Linked DNA regions of Columba livia: region 1 is linked to region 2. Evidence: chromatin contacts called from public Hi-C data. All regions are on one chromosome and are shown on one strand. Each heading gives the region's core, a stretch centred on a gene start, on an enhancer-like site or on the middle of the called end of the contact. The rest is flanking DNA. Distances are from core to core; before and after follow the strand shown. Region 1 overlaps VTI1A (vesicle transport through interaction with t-SNAREs 1A). Region 2 has its middle 98 kb from the start of HABP2.

The links. Hi-C and Micro-C count contacts between places; a contact is called where the count stands out from the background.
Region 1: a Hi-C map of crop shows a contact between it and region 2, with 2.7 times the contacts expected there. The contact joins two enhancer-like sites. A contact is called at or near these places in 2 of 2 Hi-C or Micro-C datasets (crop and liver).

Annotation. Positions count from the first base shown.
Region 1 is chr6:10,009,467-10,015,392 of bColLiv1.pat.W.v2, forward strand. The region is part of intron 8 of VTI1A (vesicle transport through interaction with t-SNAREs 1A); the gene reads right to left. It overlaps LOC135579751 (a long non-coding RNA gene), which reads left to right and starts at 5,124. Exons shown (of 3, transcript XR_010473433.1): 1 at 5,124-5,255. Within about 2 kb of position 1,900, at least 2 of the 3 cell types and tissues checked have an H3K27ac peak away from gene starts, as active enhancers do.
Region 2 is chr6:9,622,713-9,629,172 of bColLiv1.pat.W.v2, forward strand. No RefSeq gene overlaps it. Among named protein-coding and RNA genes, the nearest start is that of HABP2, 98 kb to the left of the region's middle. Within about 2 kb of position 3,684, at least 2 of the 3 cell types and tissues checked have an H3K27ac peak away from gene starts, as active enhancers do.

The DNA.
Region 1 (5,926 bases), core at 650-3,149, 380 kb after region 2:
GTTTAGAGATGTTTTCAACACTTTCTGGGATTTTTCAGAACTTGTGCCTGCAGCACATTTTACAACCACGGTCTCCAGTCACCTGATGAGTAGGTGGTGGTTTTAAACCTTTTTTTTTTAAGTATAGACAGCCTCCTACCCCCCTCTGGCCTTCAGCCTCGGATGCGAGTGTGGAGGGGGGCTGTTTGTGTTCCACAGGGATACCGGTGGTTGCTCCTCTCTGTCTAGACAAAAAAACCTTGAAAATAATATCAGAATGTACCTTTCATTGCTCCTGATACTATCTGCATCATATTCCCGCATGACAGAGATAAATGAAAGGCAAGCACGTGCTGATCACTTTTGCATTTTTCTTGGGAGGTCTGTGCAGAAAAGCTGGTCACGGGTGCTGCCACCCTGGTCGGCCGGTGGACTGGCTGATAAAGAGAGTTGTGAAACAGATTTCTGTACCCAGATCCGCTCTTCTGGGGGTTGTTTTGTCTTGTTTTTAAAAAAGATATACTAAACTTGACAGCCTTCCTCCATGCACCCAGATATGCTGAAAACATGGCTCCGGCAGTACTGTGGTTTGGGCTACACTGGGCAGAATGAAATAGCAGGCTCTTACCAATTCACTTATGGAGCAGATGTTTTATATTTTGATACTTCATTGATTCAGAATAGAAATAAGATGAACCTATTTTACACCTCAGCAACTTCTTCCAAGTCTTTCGCAACAATAAGATTTATTTCAGTCCTTCACATAGCCATGAAGGCAACAGATTGTCTTGAACAAACGTTGACCGGGAAAAGTATGTTTTCCGTATTTACCTCAAATTAGGAAGGTTGGAATTTAGTTTTAGACAGCATAGATTGCTTTAAACTCACGCTTAATTAAAGTAATGAAGTGACACCTACAAACACAAGCTAATAGGCTTCCTCACAGCTTGTGTTCCAGTTTTGCCTCTCGTGTTTACCAGGGGCATCATCCCCTCAAGAACTTTACAGAGCACACACAGACATCTAGTGGCTGGTGAAAACACTGCAAGCGTGTCATTGCATCCGATACAGCTCCACTGGAGAGGACAGCCAAGCTATGCCAGGTACGAACCGAGCCAGTTTTGTCGCTGTTACAACTATGGATGGGCAATCAAACAGGGAGAGAATTGCTCCCTTTGTGCCATCTCATGTAATCATGCTGCCTCTGGTGAGAGAGCTGCTGTCTTCCCAAATTTCCCTCATCACTTTTCACTTCAGTCTGAGCTGGTTTTGCCTTTCTTATCAGTACCAATAGATTTCTCTCTCCTTGCTACTACTTCATTTTAGTTAAAACCTGAAGAGCTTAGTTATGTAATATCATCTGAAAGGTTCTCTGAACATGGCTACACGCAACTGAAGTCTGTTGGAAAGCGACAGATCAATGTGATTTTACAGACAACAAAATACACACACGAGGAAAAAAACACACAGTCAATAATAAGTTCTGAATCACTAGTAGAGGAATATGACTTGCTCTCCAGCCTGCATCGATCAGTGGAAGGATGCCTAAAACTTCAGTGGGGTTCAAGTCCCACATCTGCAAAGGAGATCAAGAACCACAGTTTTGCGCAGTGTTGTAAGAACTCAGCGCCCTGATTCTGCTCTCAGTTACACCATTTTAAATCAAGCGGTACTCAGCGGTGTCATAACCCTGCACATCTGTGTCAGACCCTGTGTTGCAAGGGCAGACTCGATGCCAAGAATGCAAAACAGATGTTGCTTTCCTAATGTTTTCTCGTTGTCATTTAAGTTGTTTTCGTGGGGTTCTGTTTTCATTCTGCTGAGTGAAACAGGTCGACAGGACTTTTCAGAGGGCAGACTGAAGGAATGGCTCTGCATCTTCCTTTTTATTTTGTGTGCATGTGTGAATATGCATAGACTTTGAGTTACAACTGGGAATAATCTCTTTTTTTAAGCTTCATTTGAGCTATGCTCTGCTCCCTTGGGGCAAAGTGAAAGGTAGCTATTTGCGGATGGGAAAAAGGGCTTTTGTGAGCAGCAAAACTGCATCACCAAACAGCTTAAGAAAAAGATTTTTTTAAAGTTATTTTTTTACCACAATTTTAAGAGGAAACAGGGATAAATATATCTTTTTTTTGCATGTTGACTCATTAACAAATTTAGCAATAAACACTTTATAATTAAGTCCATTAGTTTACTGCTGTCCAGAAGTTTCTTAATACTCTTCGCACAGAAGGTTTTGGAAAACGTAAAACTGAGAAATGGTGAAGGCAAATCCCAACAGCTTGCTCAAGCAAATCTAGCCGAGGCTTAAACTCACTTCTGAACACTGAAATTTGAGATGCCGTATCAAATAAACAGCTCTTTTTCCCTGCAGAGAAAAAACTGGGTGTAGCTAACCTAGTGCATAATAGGTTTATTCTCATTCACAAAACAGGAATTACTTTATGGCCCCAAAGTAAAACTAGCACAGAAATATACTGGCAGATTTGCTGCAGATGTGTGTTGTGACACGTATGCAGGGAATCTGCTATTAATCACATGCTAAGATTTTAATATTATGTAGGGTAATGCAGGCAGTCATTATCGTGAAGGTTCTGGATTCATAAAAGCCTAGCTCACAAATGGGGCTTTTAAATTTAATACATTTGAGCTCACACACGGCACCAGTTGAATTCCCTGATTTGCCCCCCACCCCGCTTCGCTCCCCCCTACGTACATTTATTTCAGTATCTATTGTGCATTTCTTTTTGTGCTTGTGCTCTGCTCCTTTTCTTGCAACACGTGACAGTTGTTGGGGAAAGTGCAGCTTTTCAATTTTCCCGTTTACCGGACTATGACAGGAATGTTCTTCTTAGAGGGGCTGTTTGTGAGACCCTTGGACACGTACCGAGCACAGGAAACGGTCTGGCTCATATGCTGGAAAAGCCATCCTTCACCTGGATCCTTCAAAACTTGCGTCCGAACATAACTACAACCTACGTATCCGCACCCAGGCTAAGATTATTACGGACAATTATACTGTGGAAATGCATAATTCTGACAAAACAATCAATCACGTTACTTCTCACAATTTCAGTTCACCCCTAAAATTTTCCTTACCTCCAAAGCCAGCTGGATATTATATTACCAAAGCTGTTGAAAGGGTGTAACACTAACCATGAAGCCAAAGGCCACTAAAACTATGCAATGCATAAATTTTTATTGTTTGCTCAGCATTGAAATCTCATTAGGGCTCATAACTCATCGGCACACTGCAAACATTTGCATCTGCTGATCATGAGAACTTCGATGGAATGTACACCTTTGGCTAATTTACTTGTTATGTTTTTAGATGAGACTCTGTGTGTCGCTTTTTATTTTCTTTTTTAAAAATGTCCTTACATGGTTGTGAGTTGAACGTCCACTTTTTAAACTAAATACATTAAAACTTTCATTTGCGGTTTCTCAAGGTTGTTCTGTTGCTGGCAAATTTCATGATCATCATTTTACAAAAGCTTGATTTGACTTAGTATTCAGGGTAATCATTGTTTGAAAACTGTGCCCCATAGAGCATTTCACTTCATTCATCCTTTCTGCTTTATGCAGTCACATTTTAATTAGATTAAAATTTGTCCTCCAATTAGCTTTCATTAAAGTTTATAGATTACAGCAAAAAGCTCCACTGAGCTGTGCTTCAAAACTGTGCCTAAAGTTTAAAATGAAATAACTGTGCAAATGAAGTGATTATGAAGATTATTACTATGCAAAAAAACATCAGTCGCTTCTTGGTTTACTTATACATTTAACTCTGTAATTTATTTTGCTGACTTCAATACCTCTGTGCTCTCCAGAGTAGTCATCATAACAATACCTTACAGTTACAGGATACCTTTCATTCCTCAGGATCCTTAGGGGCCTGATTCTGCCGACCCTATGCACACCAGCAGACCCGCTGCAGTCCCTGAAACTATGTGAGCAAGCGCTACTCGCTGCCTGTGAACCAGACCCCAACCACAGGCCAGACCCTGCTTTCAGATACCCGCGCAGCATTACTGTGGCTTCACACAGCTCTGAATGCAAACCAGATATGAACGTTATGTAAAAAGTCCTTTCACCTACTTCTGGGTGAGATGTGGCAGCTGTTCAATGGTGCATGGTTACGGGGCTCATCTCTTTAAGTGAAGGTGCAAAGACAGATACTTCCCCCCCGCCTAGTTAAAACTGCAGAGAAAACTAAGAGTGTAATTATCCAAAGAGGAAACAACTCAGTAGGACACTGGGACTGCCTCTCTCCTGTCATTCACATCTTCAGATGCGACACTGCCAAGTATCAGATGCCCAGTTGCTAATACCCACTGCACATGCAAATTTACTATGTGCTGAAGGCAATATAAAGTTTACAGTTCACCAGGCTGATCCTACAACCATAGCAGACATTTATTCTGGAGCAATCTCTCAGTGGAACACATGGGAGTCCGTGTTGGAGCAGAGCTCCACAGAAATGGATCTGTTTGCAGGAAATTCTCTTCCAATAGCAAGGGCTATAAATATATATACATATTTAAAATTAAAAAAAAAAAAAAAGAGAGAGACACAGCCAACATCTTAAAACTAAAAATAGAGACACTTGGGTTACAAAACCAAGAACCTGTCTTTGCTCTAGTAATATATTTCCAACTGGAGGAACGCAGTCGAAAACAAGTATTTTACTACAAAGGTAGTTAATACGCACGAGAGAACAATTTCAGCAAAATGCAGAAGTGTTAAAAACAGTCTTTCCTATTTTTCATGTGCTAATTGGTTGAATAATCATTAATAAATCTTCACATCTCTGAGGTAACTAGCGTTATTCTCACTTAGCAGATGGCAAAACTACATTTTAAGGGTGTCATAGGCCAGAGGGGAGTTTATAGTTTAAATGTTCCGACTCCATGCCCTGTACTCAAGCCAAGACCAGGTTTCCAAGATGCAAAGCATCCAGCAGCAATGCTAATTTTAGGAGTTGTGCTCATGTCTGTCCCTTCCTCTCCCCGCTCCCATCTCCTCTTGGTGTTCATTTCTGCCATGGGGTTGCAGCATGCCAATCTCAGCTGTGCTGATTCAGCAGCTTGTGGGTCCATGTGATGAATCAGATCAAGCAATTGATCCGGGATAAAAAAAAAGAAAAAGAAACAAGAAGAGGGTGGGAGAGGAGAGCTATTTTGCACTGGATCAATTCCATTTCAAGATGTTGACTAGAGAAGAGAAGTGCCCATGAAAACCAGAGAGCAGCTGGACGCAGCACAGGGGCAGGAGTGAGTATTTCTGGGTGCGGGAGTCCCTGCTGTTGATGCTGACGGTTTCGTACCACAGCACCAAGCCCAAACCATTCTGAAATAATTCCATTTTCATGTTTTAACTTTTATAGTTTTCCTTTCTCTTACCTTCCTTTGCCTGCTTTGTTCCCAGTCAAAGCGTAGCTACTCCATACTAGCTTTGCACAAAAAGTTTGCACAACCGATTTTCATAAAGCGATTCAGAAACTGGAAGTATTTAACTTTCCTTGTCTACAATAAAATCTGGAACACGAAGTTCACCTTCTCAGTTACAAGGGCTATATTGCAGAAATACTGCTGCATTTCCTCAGTAGAATTGCCACATTTCATAGAATCCAAACGGGTCATGCTTTATGTCAAGGGTGCGTTTACAAACAGTTTATAAAGGATTTAGATGATTAAACATATATTGAGACAGTTAATCAAATTTAAGAGGCTATTTTAAAATTCTACAAGATCAAGCAGTTATTTACAATCCTGGTTATTGCTTTCTACCTTATATCCACCCCTAATGCACATCATCATACTATTCTGCTAACTCTTTAGAAATGATTTGTGTTAGCAAAATAATAAAAATAAAAAAGCCTAAATCTTATTGTAAGGAATAGGTCAGATAATTAGGACTTTGAGACTCTTAGACTAAATTAATC
Region 2 (6,460 bases), core at 2,434-4,933:
TACATGAGCCAACATGTGACATACAGGACCAGGGGGGATGCAGAGAGGTAAAATCCAGGGCACAGCTCCTGAGGGGCTCTGAAACAAGGCCACTTGCAAAAGTGCGGGCACTGCAGTTCACCACTGGGATAAGAAAAGGTCCATCTTGCAGTGAGCCAGCTACCAAGAGATGAGAGTCCTTTCGGTGGCAGAGCTCCGTAATAAAATTGTCATGTGAATTTTGACAGTTAAGCGATTGTTTGTTTCAAGATAGGATTAATGACCTAATTAATAAATAGGCCTGCAGACATGTTCTGAGCAAACGGACATGTCTGCAAAGAAGAGAAAGTATTTGTAGAACCTATGAAAATTTGTTCTCCCCTGAAACTGCACCCTGGCTGAAGGGAAATTGCCAGTTCTCTTGGCAGCAATGGCAATGGGGGACGTTCATCCTGCTTCTACCCTGTCCACTACTATTTACATACTATTCAGGATCCTCTGCATTTTGACGTCTTCTGGAATCACTTCCTTTGCAAAAAACAATAGGGTTGATGGACAGGTAAAGGATGCAGATGGTAATCCTAGGATATTTTTCAAACAACTAACTTTTTAAATTTCAAAAATGCTAGCTATCTTCCAAACCTGCATATTACTTAAAACATATTAAAATATATTTAGAAATGTTATTATCCCTTTAAACATGGCTTTAAAAATATATGCCTTCAAAAGAATACATGTGTGTATATGCTATTCAGGATCAACTGTGCAAGTAGACCCAGGTATAGGATTTTTCTTGCATTTCTCTGCTGCAGTAGTGTACAGCTCATATATGGTCTAAATGCAAACTTTGCAACAGCACTAGACAATGACAGTACCAGAAGAATTTCCCCACACATATGCACAAACACAATTAATTTTGTGCTTGCAAAGCAAATGGCTTGTCCTTTCTGCAGCTCAAATAACTCTACAATGCTCATTAAAACTGACTTTTTCTACCTAGGGTGTTTTAAAGTAACAAAATGAAAGCAGATAGTGACCACCGCCTATTAGAGGAGAACAAGAGCAGCACTTGGAAAGAGTAGCTGAGATGCACCATAGGCTCAGAGCGCGCAGGCAGGATGAGGCATCTCAAACCATTTCCAGTCCTGCCATGTTTTCGGGGAGTATTGGAGCCTGTGGTGGGTGGGAGGCTCCTCTGCCCCCGCGGGGCTTGGGTTGGCTGTGGCCTTTCCCTGAAGTGGTGCATGGCTCACTCCCGGGGTTTGCCGAACACCCTCTGAATGTGTCCTACAGTGCCGCTGGTATGGTCTAAGCATACACCTTTAAAGACACATTTACAAACTATAAATTTACCTAAATATTCTTGCAAACAGGACTTCCACCTGCCTAAAGCACCATGGATCAGGCCCCTGCACCCCTCCCTGCACCAGCTGTGACCTAATCCAGGCTTTGCTGGCTACCTTCTGGGCTCGGTCACTCACAAACACTGTAAACATGTTTTACCTGTCAGTGGGGTCAGACAGTTTACATGTCACAGGATGGGAAGCAATCCACTTAACAAAATTGACACATTTTTATAGCTTCTGGAATCACTTCCTTTGCAAAAACAATGGGGTGAAGGAGCAGTAGTGGGCAGTCCAAAGACATTTTTCAAACAATAGACCTTTTCCTTCAATAAGGCTTTAGGAGAATATAGGATGCCAAATCTTCCAACACTACATATGCGAAAATACATTTAAATATATTGCATGCTAGTTAGGATTTATATTTTCTATTTGCTTACTTTGTTTGCACTGATGCCTATTGATACAGTGTGAATGCATCAGGTATGGACTCCATTCCCCACCAAGAAGATGCCAAAAGGTGTCACCATGGCCATGGCACTGCTAGTCTCTGTGCAGGCCTTATTCAAGACCTAGGTTAGGATAATCATGCTGCTTACCTCCTTGGTTTAAGAATTATTTTGTATTATAATGAAAGAGGCAATATCTCCATTGGTCCCTGGTAGTGATATAGGAGCTTGTTGGCACCAGGGTCACCCCACTTTGAACCAAGTCTCCTCTCCTGCTCCTCACCCGGCTGTCGCTGTAGACACAGGTCTCTTCAAGCTGCTGTGGTCCCTTAGGACCTCTTGGTACTCTTGAGAGTCCCTCTCGGCTGCTATAAGCATCATCACAACCCACTTCAAGAGGTATTGCTCCTCAGCATCCCTCACACTATGTGTTCATTTTTCTCCTTTCCTGGGTCCTTCTGCATGAACCAACATGTTCATTTTGCTCAAGGCAGCCGGTTCCCAGCTTGCTGGTACCCACCCACTGTCCCCTGCTGCCAGCTCCCACTAACACCTGACAGCTGCCACCAGCTGTGTCACTTGTGTGTCACTTCTGCTGAACAGGCCACTTTACCTGTATGATAGCACATGTTTCTGGTGAATGTGCTGGTGCCCAGGACAATGTTTCTGGCCAAGCCAGCTGCCCTGGGGACAGCAGAAGGCTCTCTGTGTGCCCTGAAGACGCCATGCAGTGCAGGGAGGTGGCATCTTAGCTTGGGTGAATGCCACCAAAAGACACCTTAACAGTGAACAGCAACGGTGCTGGGCATGGAGACTGCAGAAGAGATCTGGTTTTAGTGGCATTTACTGGTCTAATGAACCTTGCTGGAAGCATGCGCTAGTCCCTGCTGCTACCCCACTGGCGGTGGCTGTGACAGGGGCTGGAAGGACTAGTCTGGAGTGCAGGGGTCAGTGAAGCCACTCGCTCCAACACAGGGTGGCAGACAGCCTAACACTCAGGGTGGACACACTGTCTGAAGGATGTTAACAAAATGAAGCTCTTGTTGACTTCTGGAGCCCCATAAATGTTTCCACCTGAGGTAGGAAATAACATGTGGAAGCTGAGGGGACAATATTCCTACTGGTGTAAATTAGATGGTGTCCACCTAGGCCTTCTCTTGCCTATACCCAACCTGGGTATGACAACATCCATACAAGGACTTAGTAAGAGACAGAGTGAGTTACACCAAACTGTTTAAATCTGATTAAACACAGTTTGCCCCATGAGGGTTCATCACTACTGCTTTTACCACTGACTTAAAAGCCCCTCGCTTCTAAACTGCACAATCTAGGGTAAAAGATTTGGAGCAACACACTCTTATTCTGGGATATAGAAGCATGCACACAAGGAATTAATTCATCAGTAGTTAATCTGGAATGATGCCACATGTAGGCAACTCCCCTTTCCACGACTGACAAATATGAGGGAGAGGGGAGAAGAGGCTGTAAAGTATCTTTGATTCCTTTTCCTCCCACTCCCTGTATTCTGCAGCAGCTCTATCCAGTCCTTCATGCAAGTGAAAGGGAGCTTTAATAACAGCTGTTTCCTCCAGTACCCAATGTGCTCTGCAAAAGAGACCATAATCACATTGCCTGGCAGTCTGGGAGGAGGAGGAGGAAGGCTAATGTGGAGGTCTTGCAGTAAAAACCCCTGCGGTGACTGGGGAGGCTGCAGAACATACTTTGCAAGAGCCACGCTCAGGGGCTGCCTTCTGCTGCCAGAGTGCTCCAGGGAGGGCCCCAGCATAACCAAGAGCTGCCTCTGATTTTCCAGCCGCCTGGTGGATTGTGGCATATTGCTTGAAACAGCCACTGAAGCCTGTGCCTGGCCAAGGAACAAGCCAGTTGTTAGAGAGGTTTTTTCCAGTGTCTGAGGCACGCTGGGTTAATCTGTGCCTGGATGGTGGTGTTTGGGAGGCTGGTTTTATTCCATCCCTGCCCTGTCTGCTTTGGAAGAGTCCCTGGAAGAAACAAAACTGCTGGTGTACAGGCAGACGGCTCTATCTCTGTTTACAAGTCGAGGGGGGTTTTTGTGCAAAGCTACCTACCTCCCCGCAAGGGAAGTCTGCTCATACAATGGGAACCTAACAGACTGCATCTGTTTTGTCTTAGTCTAAAGCATTCCTTTCTGGTGCTAACTGGGAACAATTTAGCTGGAATTTCCAATTGAAATGAGCTTTTTAACTTCTATATTGACGATTTAAGTTGTTCTCAGGGAAGGGATCTGCCATGTATTTTACAAATAGGCCAAGCCAAATCTCGATGTTTTTACGAGGTTTTATTCAGACCAAATCTATTTATTTTTCTGAAGTACCAGTCTTTTACTCATACACGGATTTCAATGCAATGCTACGGAGAGTACCTGGTAACAGCCCCTGCTGCAAAAATTTGGATTCCATTCAACTTGAAGAGGTTGAGGAAAATTGTTCAGATGCATCTGCACATTAAATGCAACACAGTCTAAACAAAGAGCAGAACTTTCAGGGTCATTTATACAAGAACAACCAGACTAAAGGTCTAGCTCTGTGTCTGGCAGGAGAAGTCTTATGCTCTGGGATAGCATGCAAGTAAGAGGACAGGATTTCTCCTGCAATTTCTCCTTCCCCTGCAGGCTTTTCCAGCACTCACTGGTTGCAGCATGTCCACCTTGAGTAGTATGTCTACCAGCACCCCTTGATCCTTCTCTCCATGCCTTCACCTCATCCCCTTTTCTAATCCATCTCCCCACATCCTGCAGCAGTGAGCTCCTCGATTTAAATACATTCCTGCCCAGGCTGCAAAGGTGCCCGTGCGCCCACCACCCAAGGACCCTTCCATCCCAAATCCCAGAGACCCTCAGGGCTGCATTGCAGGCATCTGACTGGGATGGGGCAGAGGGAAAAACCTCTCTGAACACTGCTGATTCGTGTCATCTCAAGAGAGGCTCAAACAATGCTGAGCATATGGGTTGAAAATTACAGCCAGTTGTTGAACTTTGCTCACAAACGTTCAGTAAACGTATTTAAGCAAGCCAGTAAGCCTTTGCAGACGAGTGGCTAAGAATAAGAGCCGATTTACATGTGACAGACAAGGAATGGACACAGCAAAAGGAAGCCATGCTGGTGGCTAGGACACAGCTGAGTTAGCATTGAACTCAGATCTCCTAAACTCCATCCCAGGCTTAAAGTGATCTGTGATACATCGGTCTGGGTAAAAACGGATACAGCAGTCTTGTAAGAATAAATATGTCAAAAGCTTGGAAATGCTTGTGGACAGGTAACTTACAAAAATAATACCAGGGTAGAAGAAAAGATAAAAGCTCCTGCACGGAAGAGGAACAAGAGAAGAGTAAAGAGAAAGGGGGAGTAAGGCCTTCCATTAAGTCACTCAAAAAGCCTTGGAGGTCCCTAATGACACCAAGTGTGCAGATACAATTCTGAGCTCCTTCCGTGAACAGGATCTGATGATACTCTGAGAAGTCTCTGCTTGTTCATTAAGGACCCCCATGTTCAGGTCTTGGTGAAGCTATTCCTCAAAACCAGAAATAACAAATTGTTTGAAGGGCTTCAAGCCCTGCTCTACAGCGCTTCTCTGGTCCTGTGAACATTACAGTTTTTTCCTCCCTGCTTTCAGGTTGATTTCGTTAAATGGGGAACACGGGTGCTGCTCTGCCGCCTGCCCTGTCTTCAGCACAGACTGCTTGCAGTCAGGATCTCTGCTCAAAACCGGAGGCCCAAAGGGTCATGTTCCCTCCCAGCTCTTGCACCAGGACTTTGCTCCAATGAATTCTGCAGCTGTGCCAGAAAGTCCCAGACCTGCCTAATTCACTATCCACATGTGCAGGGAGAAAAAAACACAACGAAAAACACACCTACTTCCCCTTGCCAAAAAACTTAAATAAGTCATAGGCATCAATCACTCCCTAACATGCACATTTTTATTCTCAAACAGCTTCATTTAGAGTGTTTTAATATAGAACAGCCTGACAATAACAATGCCTCCTAAATAGCTGTATGGGACTCTTTAGTCAATAGTACATACAGTAAATATTTATTATAACGTAACACAGGTTCTGTTTGTTTCTGTTTGTTTTTGCTTTTTATACTTTGCATTTGATGTGAGTGGGAGACACACCAAATATTGTAAATATTTATAAAGTATTCAGATTTGATATTATTTGCTCAGGTACAAATGGCTCCAGTTACTAGACTGTCACAAATGAGAAAACCACAAATACAGAGCAGCACTGAATGAAAACACAGTGGAAACATGACACAACCACATCTACGGACTGCAGTAAACATTCCTCACGAGAAGGAACTAAATAAAGGTGCAAATATCTTTTTAAAGAGCTGTTTTGGCAGATATTTTAGAGACATCAATTTAGTGACAGGGTTTTTGTTCCCCACCTTCTAAGTGTCACAAAAATATCTTAAGTCTAAACTTACGTGCAATTAGCTTTTGGCTATTTTGTTTTTAAAGAAAACCTCAACACAAGAGTGCAGATAGATGGATAAGATGAGGTGGGGTTCTTTTTTTAAGACATTCAGTCTTGCTTTGCAAGATAAACACCCCTTTAGACAAATCACCTGAAGAGCCATGAATTTTGTTATTTGTTCAAGGCAGCCCATCAGGAGGGGCACGGACCTGCTGTCATTCCAAATTCACTTG